2 separate regions of the Arabidopsis thaliana genome follow, and region 1 is linked to region 2. A link is a contact called in public capture Hi-C data. All regions are on one chromosome and are shown on one strand. The core of a region is the stretch at or near the end of the contact, and the rest is flanking DNA. Distances in the headings are between cores, read along the strand shown.

Evidence for each region. Capture Hi-C pulls out chosen DNA fragments and counts their contacts.
Region 1: a capture Hi-C map of shoot shows a contact between it and region 2, with 2.8 times the contacts expected there. A contact is called at or near these places in 1 of 26 Hi-C or Micro-C datasets (root) and 1 of 3 other capture datasets (shoot).

Annotation. Positions count from the first base shown.
Region 1 is chr1:1,211,686-1,216,330 of TAIR10.1, reverse strand. It overlaps AT1G04470 (hypothetical protein (DUF810)), which reads left to right and starts at 1,490. Exons shown (of 5, transcript NM_100326.4): 1 at 1,490-2,351; 2 at 2,434-3,101; 3 at 3,173-3,845; 4 at 3,923-4,109; 5 at 4,187-4,645. The coding sequence starts at 1,740. It overlaps AT1G04480 (Ribosomal protein L14p/L23e family protein), which reads right to left and starts at 406. Exons shown (of 3, transcript NM_100327.5): 1 at 209-406; 2 at 1-87. The coding sequence starts at 221. U5.6 (a small nuclear RNA gene) reads left to right here and starts at 500; the gene lies at 500-600.
Region 2 is chr1:1,105,853-1,110,063 of TAIR10.1, reverse strand. TPR3 (TOPLESS-related 3) reads left to right here and starts at 1,339. Exons shown (of 8, transcript NM_100300.5): 1 at 1,339-1,664; 2 at 1,986-2,079; 3 at 2,194-2,244; 4 at 2,335-2,508; 5 at 2,617-2,796; 6 at 2,875-2,994; 7 at 3,074-3,207; 8 at 3,372-3,710. The coding sequence starts at 1,507. The coding sequence ends at 3,447. It overlaps AT1G04200 (dyggve-melchior-clausen syndrome protein), which reads right to left and starts at 669. Exons shown (of 18, transcript NM_100301.5): 1 at 199-669; 2 at 1-80. The coding sequence starts at 388. It overlaps YUC9 (YUCCA 9), which reads right to left. Exons shown (of 2, transcript NM_100299.2): 2 at 3,823-4,211. The coding sequence ends at 4,076.

The DNA.
Region 1 (4,645 bases), core at 241-2,740, 110 kb before region 2:
CACCGGTGTTATCGGCACAGTTCACCGTCGCCGCCACCGGAAGACCCAGTGACATCCTGAATTTGTTACCAGAGGTACCTCCACGCCCTAATCGAAAAAAATCCAAATCAACAACGATTAAAACGAGGTTCGAAAAGCTGAATAAACACATATTGATGAACTGAAAATGTAACAGATCTAACAACTGAGATAGAGGAAAAGTGCGAACCTCGCTTCGACATTGTTGACGGCTTGAAGGAAGAAGAAACGATTTCGGTTTAATATATAGTGACGCATTCTTCTTGTAGGGTTTCAGTAGGCTTAAAAAATGGAAGAAGAAACGATTTCGTTTTTTAGCCCAAGTTCAAAGTATATTAGGCCCATAAAAGCCCAAGCAGAGTTTTAAATTAAATCAGACGCGTCTTATCACTATTTGGAGAGTCCCACATCGGAAAGGTGAGAGAGTTTGCCAAGGGAAACTTTAGTATATATAGACTTCACTCTCCATATTCTCGAACCACGCAGCCATGTGGTGAGCACATAGCGAACTATTCTTTCGCCTTTTACTAAAGAATACCGTGTGCTCTCCACGCTAAGTGGCATACGCCTATTTTTGGAGGGTTCCCACTTTACTGTGGGTCCCAACATCTCTCAGTTTAATTTTTGGTCTCGAAGTATCTGAGAATCCTTTGTGGCAACTCTAACTGTTAGACAATTAAATCTATAACCCGGTTATTAAACCGTATATACCCAGTTAAAATGCAAACAGTTATTTAAAATATCCTCTATTAGAGTCTTTGTGTTTTTTGCCTGTTGATGGATATATGAACGAGTTTGCTATCTAGAATCGATAGAATAAGCTTTGAGGTTATATAAGATATTTGGATTGGTTTCTGGTGAATCCATTATTTGTACAAGTTTCATGGTCGTAAGTTGTAATAACTGTATTTCTTCATAATCTTCTGTTATAGTTGTTTTCATAGAACTCAATTTGATTAGCAATATTTGTCGAATCCTAAAATCTGAAATTGCTTGAGGATTATGAGATTCCATATTTCTCAAAGTTAAAAGATAACTGAAAGAATCAATGATCAGGTCCTGACCAGTGCCACTTGATTGATATATAGTTGACCTTAATTGAAAGTTTGAAACAAATCCCATCATAAGATCATAAAAAATATAGTTATCCAGTTAACAATTAAAGGACACCGTTTAAGTAACTGCTGCAGACAGAATTGAGATTAAGTATTGACCCGAATCTTATCTTCTTTTCTCCGGATACATCAACTACAACAACAACCAGGTGCAAAAGTATGTTGAGTAACAAGTTTCCCAACAATGTTTTATGCTGGATTCTGTTGTCAACAAAAGTGAGGTTGGATTTTGTTTTTCTCTCTCAAAAGATTGTGTATATGGAAGAGAATACATATGGAATTTACGAAAAACAAGAGATTCGGCTTGGCAAAAGTTACTTGGAATAGGAGATTTGCTAATTATGGTTAAGTTTTCATGAGGCTTCCTCATTTTACTCACATCCTCTCTCCTTCCTTAGCACAGAGAAATTTGTTGTCGCCTAGCTTTTTCCAAGTTGTCTCTCGTCTTCCTCCACCTCCTCATTTTTCTCTGTTTTTTTGTTCGTTGTCTCTCATTTTTCCCTTATTAAAAACACATAACTCCTTCTCTCTCCTCACTTCTCGGACATCTGATTTCTTAAACCCGTATCCGTCTGGTTTCTATTTCCTTCTTGCCTCCCCTCCGTGATGGTTCGTCATTCTCGGAGGGAGTCCTTTTTCGACATGGTTGGCTTTGAGGTTTGTCCTGATACCGATCTTCTTTGGCCATTCGGGAAGCTTGATGGTCTTGATCGGGATGAAATCCGTGAAACCGCGTATGAGATCTTTTTCGCCGCATGTCGATCATCACCTGGATTTGGAGGTAGAAATGCTCTCACATTCTACTCCAAGCACAATGCTGGTGACCATCAAGGGGATGGAATAGGAGGAGGAGGAGGATCTGGATCATCTAACGGCTCTGGATTCGGGTCTTTAGGAAGAAAAGAAGTGTTGACAACACCAACAAGCCGAGTAAAACGGGCGCTAGGGTTAAAGATGCTTAAACGATCTCCTTCTAGGCGAATGTCGACAGTAGGGACAGTTGTAGGGGCCGTCTCAGCTCCTTCATCCCCAGGTAATAATGGAAGCATAGGAAGTGGTTCAGGACACTTTAGCCCTGGGGCTGGGTTTTTTACAGTCCCGCCTGCTCGGCCTCGACGACCGTTAACCTCTGCAGAAATCATGAGGCAGCAAATGAAGGTGACAGAACAGAGTGACACTCGGCTACGGAAAACCCTAATGAGGACGCTTGTTGGCCAAGTAAGTTGCTCTGTTTTTAAATTGTGAATGAAACTCTGTTTCTTGATTAATTAATAAAATGTTTATAACTGTTATTTTTTAGACCGGTAGGCGAGCAGAGACAATAATCCTTCCGTTAGAGCTTCTCCGTCACGTGAAACCATCGGAGTTTGGTGATGTACATGAGTATCAAATTTGGCAAAGACGGCAACTCAAAGTCCTTGAAGCTGGTCTTCTCATTCACCCATCAATCCCTCTAGAGAAGACCAACAACTTTGCAATGCGTCTCCGAGAAATCATCCGCCAGAGTGAGACAAAAGCCATCGACACTAGCAAAAACTCAGACATAATGCCGACATTATGTAACCTTGTCGCCTCCTTGTCATGGCGCAACGCTACTCCAACAACCGATATATGCCATTGGGCTGATGGATACCCACTTAACATCCATCTCTATGTGGCGCTTTTGCAGTCGATATTTGACATACGTGATGAGACCTTGGTTCTTGATGAAATCGATGAGCTTTTAGAACTGATGAAGAAGACATGGATAATGTTGGGGATCACACGAGCTATACATAACTTGTGTTTCACTTGGGTTCTGTTTCATCAGTACATTGTGACATCACAGATGGAGCCAGACTTGCTTGGTGCCTCTCACGCCATGTTGGCTGAAGTTGCCAATGACGCCAAGAAGTCTGATCGCGAGGCTCTTTACGTGAAGCTCTTGACCTCGACATTGGCCTCTATGCAAGGATGGACTGAAAAAAGGTATTTCTTTTTGCCTTGTAAATGGACTTGATCACACAAAACTGAATCTGATTGTGAATGTGTGATTATAGGTTGTTGAGCTATCATGATTATTTTCAACGAGGGAACGTGGGATTGATCGAGAATCTTCTGCCATTAGCGTTGTCTTCTTCTAAGATCTTGGGGGAGGACGTGACAATCTCTCAAATGAATGGTCTAGAGAAAGGTGATGTGAAATTGGTGGATTCTTCAGGGGATCGCGTCGATTACTATATAAGAGCATCTATTAAAAACGCCTTCTCAAAGGTAATAGAAAACATGAAGGCCGAAATCGAAGAAACAGAGGAAGGAGAAGAAGAAGCGGCAACTATGTTGCTTCGGCTAGCTAAGGAGACAGAGGATCTTGCTTTGCGCGAGAGCGAGTGTTTTAGCCCGATACTTAAGAGATGGCACTTGGTTGCAGCTGGAGTCGCCTCGGTTTCGCTTCACCAATGTTATGGTTCCATCTTGATGCAGTACTTAGCTGGTCGATCGACAATCACTAAAGAGACTGTTGAAGTTCTGCAAACTGCGGGGAAGCTCGAAAAGGTTCTTGTGCAGATGGTGGCAGAGAATTCAGATGAATGTGAAGATGGCGGTAAAGGCCTTGTTAGAGAGATGGTTCCGTATGAAGTCGATTCGATTATCTTACGACTACTAAGGCAATGGATTGAAGAGAAGTTACAAACAGTTCAAGAATGTTTGAGCAGAGCAAAAGAAGCTGAAGTATGTTTATTAAAGCTTTACTTGCAGTTCAAGTATACAAAATGTATCATCTATACACTCAATATTTTTTTCTGTAGACATGGAACCCGAAATCAAAATCAGAACCCTATGCACAATCTGCTGGAGAGTTGATGAAGCTAGCGAATGATGCAATCGAGGAGTTCTTTGAGATCCCTATTGGGATTACAGAGGATCTTGTTCATGATCTTGCTGAAGGATTAGAAAAACTCTTCCAAGAATACACCACATTCGTAGCATCTTGTGGTAAGTGAAAGGATACAAATTTCTCATTTCATACAAACCATTGGTTACTAATTGGTGATTGTTTTGTTTTTTGTCAGGTTCAAAACAGAGTTACATTCCTACGCTTCCTCCACTTACAAGATGTAACCGAGACTCAAAGTTCGTGAAGCTTTGGAAGAAAGCCACGCCATGTGCTGCCTCGGGAGAAGAACTTAACCAAATGGGTGAAGCCCCAGGTGGCAACCACCCGCGTCCTTCCACTAGCCGAGGAACCCAACGCCTCTACATTCGTCTCAACACTTTACATTTCCTAAGCTCACAACTTCACTCTCTCAACAAATCCCTCTCACTCAACCCGAGGGTCCTCCCCGCGACGCGAAAACGCTGCCGCGAACGGACCAAATCATCGTCTTATTTCGAATTCACTCAAGCAGGAATCGAATCTGCATGCCAACATGTCTCTGAGGTTGCAGCTTACCGGTTAATCTTCCTAGACTCATACTCTGTATTCTACGAAAGCCTATACCCCGGAGATGTCGCGAACGGGAGGATCAAAC
Region 2 (4,211 bases), core at 90-2,589:
AGCTTGAAGAAGCTCTTGCAAACACCAGGACAGATGAATCAATAGTTTTGCAAGGTGCCTAGTGTAGCCATTACTTTGTGCTGAAACAAAAAAAGAAAATAAGATCATCCTCCTACTTTCACTAGGTCATCATCAACATTCAATTTCATTAGCTCAAAGTGAATTCGACAACACATCCTTTACAATTTCAACACTAACCGAAAAGTTCACAGGCTTGTTGAACCCGATCACTAGGCCAGCGAGAACTCAACGGAAGCTCAAGTAGCTTGTTCCAGAAATCAGACGCTAAAGGAAACGATTTCTCCCCAACAAAAGTGGCAATGAGGTACTCGGCCACCGAAACATCATCACCACCGGTTTTTCGCGGCGTTGAAGGCACACCTCCCATGTCTCCTAAGCCAAGCTCGCCGAGTCAACAAGGATCCAAAAGAGAACGAGTCAATTGATCGCGTCCACCGAGTCGGTTACGATGAAGAACAACGGCATTACAAAGCAAGAGATGAACAATGCAAAGATCTTGCTCTCAATTTGGTCTCTCTCGATCTAAATCTGAGATTAATTGAAGATTCAAACTGTTAAACCAAATGCTTCGATACCAAGGGTTTAGACTTTTGAGCAAAAAAAAAAAAGAGAGGACGCGTTATTTTATTTGTTTATTTATATTATAATCTTTTTCTTTTAATGTTGGAAAACTATTATTCCTGCGTAAGTTTATTTCCAAATTGATTTTTTGATACAAATAATTTAGCGACTAAATGTGACAATTTTTGATTATTCATTCCATCAGCACTTGTAATTAATGAAGTTAAATAAGTGTTTTCCTAATTTTGAAAAATACAGGCTACGTGCTACCAAATTAATTCCCACCAAACTCTCATAAATATGATTCGAATACTTTATGGGTTCTTACGTTTTCTCTTTTACAAGAGCTTATATAATATTTTCTGTATAGATTAACCTCAAACCAAATCTTGACTTTTTTTTTGAAGTTAACAGATGACTTGTTCTATTCTACTAGAGAAATGAAATTATTATTTACTAGTCTACGTGGAATAAAAACAGAGATAATGGATTTGGGATAATTCAAACGAAATGGAGTCAAATTGATGCTAGCTACTACCGTCTTTGAACCGTCGGTTGTCGGTGGAGTGGGATGTGGCCGAATCTTTTTTACTGTATTTACAAATTTGAGGCCCATTTATTTTCTTGGGCTTTTCATTTCTTCAATGATTCTAGAACTGAAATTGCTCAAGGTATTAGTTCAAACTTAATCGTTATTGGGCTTTTCCATATGTTCAATATTCTTAGTTATGTTTAATTAAAAATATATGCACAAGTGAGAGAACTCAAATGATGAACAAAAAGTAATAATATTTAGAGAAAAAACTAAAAGAGGAACAGAGCAGAAGTGGAAGTCTCTTGTCCCTCTGTAAACCCTAAAATAGAAAAGCAAATCACACTTGGGGGATTCATGTTCTTTGGCTTTCTTACAAACCTCTAGAAATAATGGCCGAGAAAGCAGGCAAGGCAACGAATGGTGGAGAAGCAGAGAAATCTCTAAAGGAAAAAGGAAATGAGTTCTTCAAAGCTGGCAACTTTCTTAAAGCCGCAGCTCTCTATACTCAAGCCATCAAGCTCGATCCTTCTAACGCTACTCTTTACAGGTTTCCTTTTACTTGTCTTCTACAGTCTTTCGAATCTGATTGTTGGGTTTCATTCTATTTGAGCTGATTTCTCAGAAAGATCTGATTTTGTTCTCTTGCGATATGTTTAGAAAATGAGATTGTTTAGGTGGAGACAAATTAGGCTTTTAACTTGAATAATAGTATTACAACATTTTTGTTATATTTGGGAAGATCAATTGTGATTTAGAATACTAAAAGTTGAGGTTTTTGGTTTTAAGGTTCTGTGAATTGGAACAGTGTTATGTGTTAATGTGAGTAGATTTTTAAAGTGTAATAAAGCTTTTTGTTTATCCGGTGCAGTAACCGAGCTGCTGCATTTTTGAGTCTAGTTAAGCTTAGCAAGGCCTTAGCAGATGCTGAGACTACCATTAAACTCAACCCTCAGTGGGAGAAGGTAAAATCAATACATGACAATGTTTTTTTGTGCTTTCGGTTTCATCATCAATAACATAAAGTATCTGTGTGTGTCTTTACGTAAACGATGGTTTTTCTGATCTATCTTCTTCAGGGGTACTTCAGGAAAGGTTGTGTGCTTGAAGCCATGGAAAAATACGAAGATGTATATGTTTCTCTTATTTTGGTTCCATCTAAATTTTTTCTATCACAAAGCTATTCCATGGTAGTTAAAACTGTGATGATTGTATCTCAGGCTTTGGCTGCATTTGAAATGGCTCTGCAGTACAACCCACAGAGCACAGAAGTTTCTAGAAAGATCAAGAGGCTCGGTCAGTTGCAGAAGGAGAAACAGAGAGCTCAAGAACTTGAGAATTTAAGATCTAATGTTGACATGGCCAAGCATCTTGAAAGTTTTAAATCTGAAATGGTTAGTCCTCTTTTTCTCTTCTTGTGAAATTCCAGAGAATCAGTCTAAGCCTTCCTCGTTGCTTATATTTGATTGTTCCAACTCAGATTCTGAATTTAACACATGCAGTCTGAAAACTATGGAACTGAAGAGTGTTGGAAAGAGATGTTTTCTTTTATTGTTGAGACTATGGAAACAGCTGTGAAGTCGTGGCACGAGACATCTAAAGTCGATACTAGAGTCTATTTCCTTCTTGACAAAGAGAAAACACAAACAGACAAGTACGCACCAGCTGTCAACATCGATAAGGTATTAAGGGCATCCAACTTGAATCTTATCAAAAATCTTTTTTTTGTCTGATAAAACTACTTTGTTTCCCTACTTCAGGCTTTTCAGTCTCCGGACACGCACAGTAACTGCTTTACGTATCTGAGGCAATACGCAGAAGAGTCATTTTCCAAGGCTGCTTGCTTAGTAACACCAAAGAGTAGTATATCCTACCCACAGGTGAATCAAATCTGTCTTTTTCTAAGCTTGTTCTTTCTGGTTTGTATATATGGACTGACGGTTAAACGATGTCTCACAGGTGTGGAAAGGTGTAGGCTCAAGGAAATGGAAACTCGGACCAAATGATGGAATCTTTGTTCAGTTTGAATCTCCCTCTCTTCGGAAAGTTTGGTTCATATCTAGCTCGAAAGAAAAGGGACAAACTTTGTGCAGGTTCTTTCTCTAAACCACTTATTATGTTTAGTTTTGCAATGTGCTTTAAGAATTTGATGAAGTACCCTTGACTTCACACAAGCTGTTGAATTTTCTTGGGTGTATTAAAGAATCAAACTTTTGCATCTAACTCAAGATTAAAAGAGTTGGAGTTTTGATTTCAGGGAACCGCAAGCTCTGGATATCGGCGCACATGAGATTCTCCCTCGCATTTTCAAGGAGAAATCGAAAAGCTCGTAGGGCATTGTTTTGTTGCAGTATGATTCTCTATATCCAGTTTTTGATCAAGACTAAAAAGATAAAAAAGAGTTCTTGCGAGTGTGTGCTACTTAGAAAATCCACCTTTTTGTTGTTTCTTATCTAATGATCAAACAAAACTTTGAACTTTTGAGTCAAAAGGCTATCTTCGAATCAAAATCTTTACTCGACCGGGCTAGGTTCAACATAGGTCTGAGTAGGTCTTAAATCGGACGGTGTTGCCTCCAAATCTGTACATGCCATCAACAAATCTGGGCCTCTTTGTAATGGGCCAATTTCTATAACGAGCTAAGCCTGTTAACAAGTTTCTTCGAACTTCTCTCTCTTGTATTTGTTTGAAGGAAATGCCCAATGAGACAAACACTAATTTTGATTTACCTCCATAAAGGTTTTACATAAGCATATATGGTAAATTGGTAATAAAAAAAAAATAAGAGAGCCACATCATCCTAATTTTACAAAACGCCCCTACAGCTGTGTAATAAAAAAAACAGGCGGGGACTTCAGGAGAGGGCTCTCTTTACTCTATTTTACATTTTTCCTTTTGTATATTTTTACAAATAAATCGATTTATTTATATATATCCTATTGAAAACCCCTAACGTGAGGCTTAAGCAACTGAGATGCATCTTCGGTGACCCACATTTCTTCTCATCTTCTGTCGTTTGGTCTCTTCTCTCCACACATTTCCAATGTCTTGAGCGATGTTAACGGCGTCTACTGATGCTCCAGCCAACCCTTTTCTC